Linked DNA regions of Mus musculus: region 2 is linked to region 1. The links are chromatin contacts, called in public Hi-C maps. All regions are on one chromosome and are shown on one strand. The core of a region is the stretch at or near the end of the contact, and the rest is flanking DNA. Distances in the headings are between cores, read along the strand shown.

Region 1 (5,876 bases), core at 2,093-4,592:
TTGACACATGCACTATGTCTGCAAACGAAATGAGCCTGTGAACTGTCAGGTATGGATGGAGGAGGGATCCGGAGCCCTGTCACTCACTTCTGCACTGTTTGCTACCCTCAGGCTCAGGGAATGGAGAGAGCATCCATCTCCTTCAGTTGTGTACTCACCGATGACCTTATCAGGCTCCACTGAACACTTCCAATTCAGTGATTACACAGATAGTCCCCAGGGAAACTAAATGGGCCCCAAAACAAAACCCATAGTTGTGAGCCAAGAAAGAGAGTGGTAGGAATATGGAAGAAGAGGGAATTACAAAGATGATGAGAAGGTGGAAGAGAGAATAATCAGAATACAATATATGAATGCATGAAATTGTCAAACAACACAAATAACAAAAACATACTTTTATGAAATTGTAATTGTCAAGCCAACTAACAATCTTTGGAGGTTTTTTTTTTCTCTTGTTTTCTGAATTTATATTTATCCATGTATTTATTCATTTACATTTTGGCATTTTGGAACAAGGTCTTACTATAAAGCCCAGGCTAGCTTCAAACTTACTGTATAGCCCAGGCTGGCCTTGAACTCACAATGAAGCCCTTGCCTTAGCCTCCCACTTGGCTATGAATCTTGAACTTTGTATTCCAAGAATAACCATTGCAAATTAGAATGCTTGGGGGCATGGTATACCAAAGAGCTTTCAGAGACTGCATTAGCATACCATACATACCCATTAATCACAGCAGTGAGTTCCTTGGCATCAGGAACTACACATACTGGATCTTTGTAGAGGGGACTCAGACACAGCTAAATCATTTCGGGGCAAAATTGTCTTCACCTTGCTTCTCTGTATGGGCCAAGTCATTGTAAACCCAGAATAACATAAATCTGCTGGCCGGGGACTGTCAATCATCACCACGGGAGTTTTTGTTTGTTCTGCTTTATTTTAATGAAACAATAGAAACAATACGATATTCAAAGTATATTAGGGACTATCTTGCTACACAGGAAAAGCTTTTACATTTCCAGGGTATCTTAGATTAGATCTTAGTGATTCCCAAGCATAGAGAACCTCTTATCATCATTTTGTGAAGGAGCATACAGATATGAATAATGCTGTCACCTCTTTCAGAGGGGCTGTTGGTATTTTCTGTGGCTCCATGAGTCAGTGCGACTCTGTCTTCCTCTCTGTAATTTCTGAAGTTGTCAGTGTGAGGAATCTTCAGCTAAAGATTCAGAACACCAAGCTCTTCTCTCCGGTGCTTGCCACATCACTTTTGCCTGCAGAATGAGGCTCCCTCAATGACGTACTTAAAAAAAAAAGGGGGGGGGGGGAAATCCCCTGCCCCCATTCTTTCACAAACTTTCTGCCTGAATGATTTCTAGTTGGAGGGCCCTATACATATTTTCTTTCTCCTTCTTGTAGGGTAGTTTGTCTGTCTCTGCCAACTCTGCATGCTGCCTTTTTTTTCCCAAGTCATATCATAACTGAAAAATATTACATTCTTAAGCCTATTCCTGCGAGCTTTATTATAATGAAAATATGAGCTGGAATGGCAGCCTAGTGAGGGCCAAGCATATTTTTTTCTGTCGTACAAAAATTTAAATGTTGAATAACTCAGTAAGCAAATTGCAGCAGCAATATTTCAGGAATCCGGTTTTAATCAAAACCCAAACACCATCATCATCGCAAACATTAAGATTTCAAAATATCCTTTGGATCTTGGTATCTGTTAGAAAAAGGAAATTCTGCTCCTCTCCTATGTACATCCACCCAACCCCCTCCTCCCTCAGCTCCCCGTCTGTCTTCGCCTACAATTAAAAGCTTTATTACCTAAGCTTGCCTTTAAAACCAGCAAGCGTGGTGTGTGTGTGTGTGTGTGTGTGTGTGTGTGTGTGTGTGTGTGTTATCGAGACCGGGGCGGGGGGCGTTTACGCGTTGCTTTTCAGATCCAGTTTTAAGTGTGTGTGTGTGTGTGTGTGTGTGTGTGTGTGTGTGTGTGTGTGCGCGTGTGTGTTTCTAAGAGAAAAGGATTTTCCATCGCCCAAGAGGCCATCAAGTTTTAAGATTGCGAGGCACGACTTCTAATCGCATCCTCCGCGGAAAAGTACAAACAGTTCCTGAGACGAGGTCCCCCACCTCCCACGCGCTCCCCAGCTCTCCCTCCCTGCCTAGAACCCGGACAACCTCCCCAACACCTGTGAATCATCTAGAGGCTGCACCACCGAACTATTTGCATATCGCCGCCTGCCCTACCCAGCTCCTGACTGCTCCTGACGCACGACAAGCAAAGACAGGATTATATTGTGTGGTTATTACTTCTAATCTTTCATCTGAACCAGCAGAAGTAGACATTCTTGCTCATACCAGACCCAGAGGTTCAGAGGGTCGGCCACTGAAAGTGCTTGTGCAATGAGTGACCCTCCAGATTTCAGTACTGTCCTAGCCACCTTCCCCCCACCCCCACCCCCGGATGTCTGGACACGTTCTAAGAAACCCGAATACCGCTCTAGGCCCAGACTGCAAATTCAACCCGCCACAGAGTCATCTATAAGCCCCGGGCAAACAACTCGCAACTCAAAGCCCTAGCCCTGCAAACCCAAGCTAATAGGGCTAACTAGCTTCCCTCTCCCTTTCCCCAACTCAGGTGTTATCTCGGTGATAATTGCTCTGACGTACTTTAAAAGAAAGTGTGAGCCTTTCCCAAACTGGCCATGATTAAATGAGAACTCTAAACCTGCAATGCTGCTTTAATACAATAATTTTCATAAAAATAGCAATGTGAGTAACCTGGTCACGAAAGGAGCTGGTGAGAGCGAGAGCTGAGGGGAATGCCTCTTCGGACCCTCTTCTCTGGAGAAAATAAATCACAACAGAAATCTATGCCAATCCCTCACATCATTACCCTTCTATTCCTTTACCTTCCTCTCGTGTCTGTGACTCAACCAAAGACAAATCATCAGGGGAACGTTTTACATATAAATATGTATATGTTTACATTATTATAATTGTATATACATTCCAAACACACGTATTTACATACATATATTCACATATGCATGCACACGTAAGCAAACGCATAGGCCATCAGGAAAACAGTCGCAAGAAATATGTATTTCCCAAGACGGTGCTAAAATGGAGTCAAAAGAATCGCTCCATTTGGGTGTTTATAAAAGATTGAAATAAAAAGGGTTGCTGCAAAGCGCTCAGGGAGCTGAGTCAAGCGCTCCGCACCTCCCGGCTCCTCCCCTACCGCCCCCAGCCACCTTCCTCCCTCCGCCCTCCCCCATCACACTTCCTCCCCGCCCCTCGAGGAGCCGGCTATTAAAAGCTGCTGACGTCAAAGGAACGGCCATCTTTGATGAGGGCAGAGCTCACGTTGCATTGAAGAAGAAACCTCGGGGAGGTCTGGAGCTGTCTTTCCTTCCCTCCCTACCCGGCGGCTCCTCCACTCTTGCTACCTGCAGGGATCAGCGGACAGCATCCTCCGGAGAAGACAAGGTAAAGAGCCCCCTCCCCCGATCCAGGTCCTAGCCCTGTATGGCTGCATACACAGAAGGGACTGCAGCTGGCAGCCCAAGTGAGCCTGGGTAAATACAAGTATTGGTGCACTTAGGGTGCGGTATTCCCTGTGTGCATATCTACCTAGACTCTCGCCTGGGGCTGCATAAAAGTATTTTCGAGGTGAGCTGTTTGGAGAAGGAGTGAATGGGGACACTACAGATGGAGTGGTGGGAAGAAATAGCGAGGATGTGTACAGAATAATAACTTACTCTTTTGAAGCAGCCGTGGGACCCTCTTCCATCTTGCGATGCAGTTTTGAGATATGTTTAGGTTATTAGGATTGTGGGGTTTTTTTTCTACCTGTAGTCTAAAATTTAAAAGCAAAACACGATCTTGTAGTTCGTTCCAACCCTATGATTATGACTGTAGTGTTTAGGGCACTGCTACCCAAGGGAGATGAGAAGGCAGGGTGTGGGCGCTGGGGAGGCGAAAGGAGAAGGGGGGCAGTTCCCTCCCTGGGCAAGCTGAGCTGCGGCAGCGGCAGCGGCAGCAGCCTCCATGCCCCACAGACTTGATTTATGCCGCCTGCCCCAAGTCAGCTACAGGCGAGCATGTGCTGCAAAGTGGGAGAGCTCTGGAGGTTTGGTGCGGTGGGCTAGACTAGTGGGGGTGCGATGGCGGGAGCTCAGCACCCTGGACAGGAGTGCTCGGCGCCCGCGTCGGCGCCCTGACCTTTCAGCACCGCGGACAGCGATCCGGCTGCAGCGCCGCATTACCTGCTGCAGAGATGCCTGGCTGGGACTAGAGGCCAAATTTTCTCTCTGAGATCCAGGTCTTATAGAAAGTCTTAATAGAGCTCGCATAGTAGATTAAAAGAAAGACAGAAGAATAAATCCTGTCAGCAGGGATTTATTTACAGACAATTGCCTGCTCTCTTCCTCACTTCCCACGTAGCTTCAAGAAAAAGCAGACTACTTGTAGAAGCCTTCTGTATTTCTTCCTGTGCCTTGGTTTAGACAAAAACAAAACAACAAAACAAAACAAAACCATACTTTTAAAAACGGTCACTTATCCTCCATTACGACATATATACTGTAATTTTTTGTATTTAACACAGGGTAGATATATCCGTTGATATTAGGTGGGCTCCAGTGGGCTTATAAGATGATGCTAGTACTATCTATTTATAGGACAGTTCCTTCCCTGTGTTTTTTTTTAATATGGGTTATCTGAACTAGTTTCTGGAATAAATCCCTTTGTCACTTTTCCTTTATTCTTAAAACTAGGTAGAAACAAGCATACACAGCCAAAAGAAAAATTTCAATATCTTTGGCTGTGGTTTTGGAGTTAGTGCATTTCATATTAACATTGGATATGGCAGATTGATTGCTGTAGATGTTGACGTTAAGAATGGTCATCCTTGGGAGAAGTTAAACATGTCCTTCAGGGTTATGAATCGGCTGAAGCAGGAATCTGACCCCCAAGATTCACTGCAATTTCTATTATGGCACTGCAGGATTTTGCTGAGGTCATGATAACTATTTTCTTCTCTGAGGCTTAGAGACTCCGCATGAGCAAAAATTGTCATGATGATAAATATCTGTTTGATTTAGAGTCTCATAATTGTCATGAATGTATCAAGACTAAAATGATATGCTTTCCACAGTTGTTAAATGAGAATAACAGCTTCATATATAAGGATGTATATAATGCATTAAAGACATGCTAGCATGAACCCTTTTAAAGACCTCCTCCCAAAGGTCTTGAATTGTGTTCATTTAGTTATAACTCCAATCATCTGTCTCCCAAAGATACTAAAATTCTCTATTAAAAAGAGTTATTTTATCCCCAGCTATTTATTTGTGGGTTCTCTTTATAAAAATCATGTGTTTCCATGTATGTATATGCTGGCATATTATTGTGTGTAGATGTAAGTTGATCTCAGTGGAAATTCATTCCAGATTATTTAGCTGCATGGGAGTTTATAACTCTGAAATCTTCAGATATAATAAACAACTACGTTTCATTGATGGGAGGTGGAGGGGGGGGGGAGTATGGGGAGGAGTCTTATTTAAATGCTTTGCTGTTATAGTGCAAATCCAGACAGTTCTGCGCAGTTGCGTCAAATGCAAAGCCTAATGCTGCCTGAATTATGTGCTTGAACGTTAGTAATTACTGCTAGGTTTGCTGGATAGTGGAAGATGAAGGAAGGGGGCATAGCATTGCAGTAAAGCTGGCTAAGGTGCCGAGGTGGGAAAAAGAGGCAATATGAGTATTTATATAGCTGAATATATAGGAAAGTTAGCTGAGAAAATAAAAAGAAATGTACCTGTGACGTAGATTTAACATTTTTGTCATGGAAAATCTTCAGAAGGAAAAA
Region 2 (5,445 bases), core at 2,350-4,849, 40 kb after region 1:
TTTATTTATTTATTTATTTATTTATTTATTTTGTAGCAAGGCTTTAGCCCTTGACCCAAGAACCAAGCTAATATTTAGAAAAAGAGCACTTTCATTGGCCCTTCACAGGTAAGACAGAGGACAGAGACTTGGACCAAAATGCTTCTTGCTAGAGCCTTCAGAACCATCCCTCAGAGGCAGTGATTTGCCTATAGCTGCATGCTAGATATGGCTGTGCCCATGTAATACTCAATAAGCAAACAGTACCTCCATGAATGAACTGTGGTTTGCTTAAACTATGATCAGGATAAGTGAGACAGGGTTCTGTTCTGTCTGCCCCATCTCCTAGTCAATTAGTCTGCCATGCTTTGGCTCCCAAGCAAACAACCGGGAATCATTGCAGAATACAAACTAAAGCACTAAATACTCACTTAGCCACATTTGCAAAATACACAAAAGAAACATTGGCATTTTTGAAAAGGAGATATTTAGTCATAATCAGTACTAGTTGTGGCTGACTGCCCTCTTGCAATTAAGGAATGCCAATGCTGGTTGCATTTAAATGTAAGGCCTCCCATCCCAGCACTCTTACAGAAGAAACCCAAGCCAAAGCAACCCATCATCAGCTATGCCCCTGACAGAGCTCATGGAAGAGGCAGGCTTCCCTTCTCAGAAGAATGGAGATCAGAACTGTGTTTAGATCAGGTATACAGAGAGAATTCAACTCAGGAGTGGTGTTTGGTAGGATAGTATGAGAAGTAAATGGGCCTCATTGAAAAGGAAATAGGTTTCTGAAGATAGTGCCTAAGAGATTCTGAGGGAGAGGAGGCATTTGTGAGATGTTTGGAGTTGACAAATGAGATTATTCTTCTGTGTTTGTGTGCTCATGGTACCGAAGTATGAATACATATCACCATATTGAAACAAATATTGAAAAATAAGGACCCCCAACACCTTGAATCAGTGTGTAGCTGAAACAAATATTGAAAAATAAGGACCCCGACACCTTGAATCACTGTGTAGCAACATAATGGATAACCACTGTTAACCACCAAAATGAGAAGAGAAAGACCATGGGCCCAAATCATCATAGCCAACTTAATTAAAACAAGCAATTAATTAAAGCAAGCTTTTTTTAAAATTCGTGTACATGGGCTGTTTTCTCCACTAAGGTAGAGTTTGAGAGGTCAGCATTGGGTGTGAGGAAGACAAGGATTTTATAGCTCAGGGGTAGGTAGTTTCAAATGGGCAATTTGGTGGGCAAATGACAGGTGGTCTACAAGAGTAGAACATAAACATAACAAGTTAGGCAAAGCAACCTTCTGAACCAAAGGCATGATTAAAAGGTAGTCATAAGAACAGATAGTCACCAAATATAGAGGTCATCATAACAACTCCTGTGAAACAAAGGTAGGATTGCGAGATGGTTATTAACTTTTTGAAACAAAGACATGATTATTATTCCTGGAACAGGCAGGTACAGAACCATTTGTAGTTAAGGTTACAGGAGGGATATAGACCAATGGAACTCACTATGTAGAACAGGCTGGCCTGAAACTCATAAAGATCCACCTGGCCTTTGCCTCCTGAGTTTGGGGGTTAACGGCATGCACCTAAAACTCTGTAGGCATAGACAATCAAACACAGACTCACTTTTATAATTTCTAGTTTTACTCCATGCCTCATTTCTTATTTTAGAGTATGATTAGAGTATATCCAAGAAACACCATGGGAAGATTTATAAAATGGATTTTGCAGGCAAAGTTGAACAGGAAATAAAAAACCTACACAGTGTTCATCTGTAGTAAATATGCAGCGTTCTGCAGATAGGGGAAGCTGATAACTAATGTTCAAGGATTTCTGGTTTTGTTTGCCTGTGTTTCTTTGTTCGGATCCACAAGTGTTTTTCTTGAAGAGCCAGCCAGCAAATATGTTCAGCTTTGTGAGCCCTTATGGCATGGAAGAAGCCACTGACAGTGGATTCACAACTAGACAAGCATATGCTCAAAGAAAACTTTATTATACATCTTGAAATTCTAGTATCACAATTTCCATTTCATGGTTTCTTCATCTCAAATCCTGTCAACCATTGAAAAATGAGGGTAAGATAGTCAGCTTAGCCTAAATCCAATGCAACAAAGAACAAGCTGGTTTGGGTTCATAGGAAAGTGAAGGGATGAGAATTACTGGAAAGAAGCTGTCTATACAGACTGATAAACTGATAAAATGTCAAGGACTATGGAGTGGTTGGAATGTTCTAGGTCCAGAGCCTAACTAAATTTCTCAGCTGTATTTATCCCCCTAAAAAGCCATTTCTTGTTTACCTCCCTATCAGATGTAAATAGGTGAAAACCTTTGGGATATATTAACTTAAGGAAACCCTGTTCTCTACCAGTCAGAGTTAAGGATGGTATCAGATAACATCCGAGCCTTTGTTCAGATTCTTCCCACTGAATGTAGCCACATCTCTGATGTTTCCACTAATGGAACTGAGAAATGCCTTGATTATAACTTTCTTTGTTCTTTTACTATTAAAAACTTCATGAACTTGCTTGTACGTTGCAACTATGGGTCTCTCAGTGACCTAAGCCCATGTTCCTGGGCTATGATCACTCAAATTTAGACCTAGAATCAACTGTCTCTTGGGCTCTTTGAGGTGAGAGCTCTGTTACTGCAGAGCCCTTGATTGGTTTATTCAGACTAGTGTCCTATTTGGCTAACTACAAAGCCATTTCTTGACCGTACCTAGTGACATTTACTGACACTGTAGCAGTAAGTAGGCTAACTGTGGTCTGCAGAACAACAGTGTCCACACCTCCTGGATGTTTCTCGAGACATACTATCTGGGACTCGGTCTCAAACTGAGCAAATCGGAACCTCTGCGGTTTTAATGACTCAGCCATCATTAAGAAGCTTTCTAATGATGCTAACTTTTGCAAGAGTTACAGAAGGATGGTCTTAAACTTTAAGCTGAAAATTGCTAATTTTGGAACATTAAAGGGAATATGTGTTCATCCCAGAGTCAATTAACAGGAAGTGAATACCTAGTTAGGTCTAGACTATGCACAGGTGATTTGAGATTCTTAGCCAGGGTCTTTAATGGCTAGGTGAGTGTCTTATATCAGAGCTCCAGGAATCTCTTTTGAGAGACTATTTCCTTGTATCCTCCCTGACTAATGTGAGCTTTGCTCCTCTGGGGAATGCCACTTGCTTAGGTATGTGCAGGACTAACACTTGTTCCATGCCACCTGAGTAATTCCATTTCATTATTAACATCCTCTCAGCTAGTGCAATGATTGCTAGTTACGATTCTCCCTGTCTCCTAGAATGCAGTCATGCATGGGTTTGGGGTTTTTAGGGACAATTTATCAAATGGAAACAACAAACATCCCAGCAAGTAGCTGTTCTAGTGATTCTCATCAGGAGGGCTGCCACTACACTCTCTCTCTCTCTCTCTCTCTCTCTCTCTCTCTCTCTCTCTCCACACACACACACACACACACACACACACACACACACACACACACACACACACACACTCCTGTCTACAGCGTTTCCTTGGTGATCTCTCAAAGTTGCTATTCTCAGCAGGGGAAGAACAGCTGTATGCTCCTAGCTCCAGGCTGCCAGCAACCTGCCAGGGCTTGGTTGATGGGCAGGTGGCAGGCTGACAGAGAAGCCATGTGGTAGATACTCTTCTATTCCTGATTTTCATGCTCCCAACCCCCACCCCACGCCAGGAGTTCCCATACCAGAATGAGGAGATGACACAAGAAAGTGCAAGCACCTCTTCACAAAGAAGGAGGCCAGGGTCAGGCACGCCCTTGCTTGTTCCCTAGAGGCAGTCCTGAGAGAGTTGCTGCTTGGAAACCAGCACCTTTCCACTCTGCTGGTTTCCCTGAGACCAGTACTCAGCTGCTCCTCAGTGCCTGATGTCAGCCATTACTAAAGGAAGAATAGGTAACAGAGCCTAGATTTGTTCTACTCTTCCCAAAGGTATGAGGATATTTTACCCAAATAGGCTATCTGAATATTAAAACCCAGCATCCTTAGTAAACAAAGTTAATTGGGATTTTCTATCCTTGACACACCTGTGACATAAAATCTCAGAAGTGAGCTTTATGCTCAGGGAGGGAAGTAATCTTGCCCATAGCCACAAAGTTTCTAATTCACATTAACATTCTTCCCGTTTAAAGTCCCTCGATTAGAAGACTTTCTTCACAGAGCTGGTCAATGCAGAAAGCTAATCATATACTCTGCTTCCCCTCCACAGAGGACCTCCATCTTATCATCTGAGATAATGGCAATAGTGTCATACACATCCAGTCACATAACCCATGGGATGAGTGTTCTTAACTATAGACTCACAAGTCTTGCTAGTGAGCAGCCAGCTTTCCTTTCTTCAAGGATGCAGAGAACCCTCTGCTATCCTGTGGCTCAGCCTTCTTTCCTTGCCCTGCTTTCGTTGACAGGAGAAGATGGGAGTTCAGTACCAGCTTCTGAATGTGCTTGGTCTGATAGGGACACACATTGTCTCCAATTAGGGACCATCTCTAGCCATCTGGCCCTCTCCCTGTGAAGACTAGATACATAATTCCTAGGTAAGCATTCACTCTCCAAAGACAAGATTCAAGTCTGCAAGAGGAAAGACAAATACCACTGTATGCTTGACTATCTCAAACGTGGGACCCAAGCCTGGACCTTCAACAAGTGTACTGCCCAAAGATGTTGGTGTAAGGTCAAATACTTATCTCAGACTCTTCCTCTGGTCCCTTCTGGGGACATGACTCCCTGACAGAAGCTGACTATGTTCCCATTGGCACTCTAATTTCTGGTACTTAGAATTTCTTCACTGTCTTCTTTCCAATTAAACTGTAGTTATATAGAGGTGGTGAATTCACATTTTCTGTTCATCAGTGTATCCCTAGTACTCTTTGTAAGTACTTGAGAATTGAGAAGGATGGAAAGGAAGAAAGAAGGGTGCTCTGGAACAATTAGTGTCCTCTTACTTGCATTTGTTTCATGTGAAATGTCAAGGATAGCCACAAAGTGGGCTGGTCACATTTTAAGGCCCTGGACTCACTCCACTTTGGAATAAGACTTGTTTACCTGCACACAATCTTGACAACCTCTAATGACAATTCTAGATGCTTCTAAATATGGTGCCCTGCTACCCACAAACAAATAGTAATGGTCTAGTAATTGTGCAAAAAAAATAAATGTAGTAAATCTCAAAATAATTATACCAAGTACAAAAGCCAGGCAAATCATAGTGCATGCTAAGTCATGTCATTAATACATAATCCTAAGAAATGCCAGCAATAGTGACAAAAAGGAGATCAGCAGTCTCTTGGACATGGGAGGGTATGGAGAATAACAGGTATAATAACAAGGAGAATGTGAAAATGTGGGGGTTAATCGATTGGTTCATTTTCTTTTTAGAGTGGTGGGGTTCCTGAGTATATT

Evidence for each region. Hi-C and Micro-C count contacts between places; a contact is called where the count stands out from the background.
Region 2: a Hi-C map of olfactory sensory neurons shows a contact between it and region 1, with 2.3 times the contacts expected there. The contact joins the enhancer-like site here to the promoter of Snap25 in region 1. A contact is called at or near these places in 1 of 39 promoter capture datasets (hippocampal neurons), 4 of 484 Hi-C or Micro-C datasets (cerebellar granule neurons, cerebellum, olfactory sensory neurons and 1 more) and 2 of 9 other capture datasets (adipose tissue and liver).

The regions. Positions count from the first base shown.
Region 1 is chr2:136,710,108-136,715,983 of GRCm38.p6, forward strand. Snap25 (synaptosomal-associated protein 25) reads left to right here and starts at 3,343. Exons shown (of 8, transcript NM_011428.3): 1 at 3,343-3,493. Gm32659 (a long non-coding RNA gene) reads right to left here and starts at 4,231. Exons shown (of 3, transcript XR_375013.3): 1 at 3,766-4,231.
Region 2 is chr2:136,750,177-136,755,621 of GRCm38.p6, forward strand. The region is part of intron 1 of Snap25 (synaptosomal-associated protein 25); the gene reads left to right. Among named protein-coding and RNA genes, the nearest start is that of Gm32659, 39 kb to the left of the region's middle. Within about 2 kb of position 3,600, at least 18 of the 459 cell types and tissues checked have an H3K27ac peak or open chromatin away from gene starts, as enhancers often do. A contact at or near this core is called in olfactory sensory neurons, where this site is marked.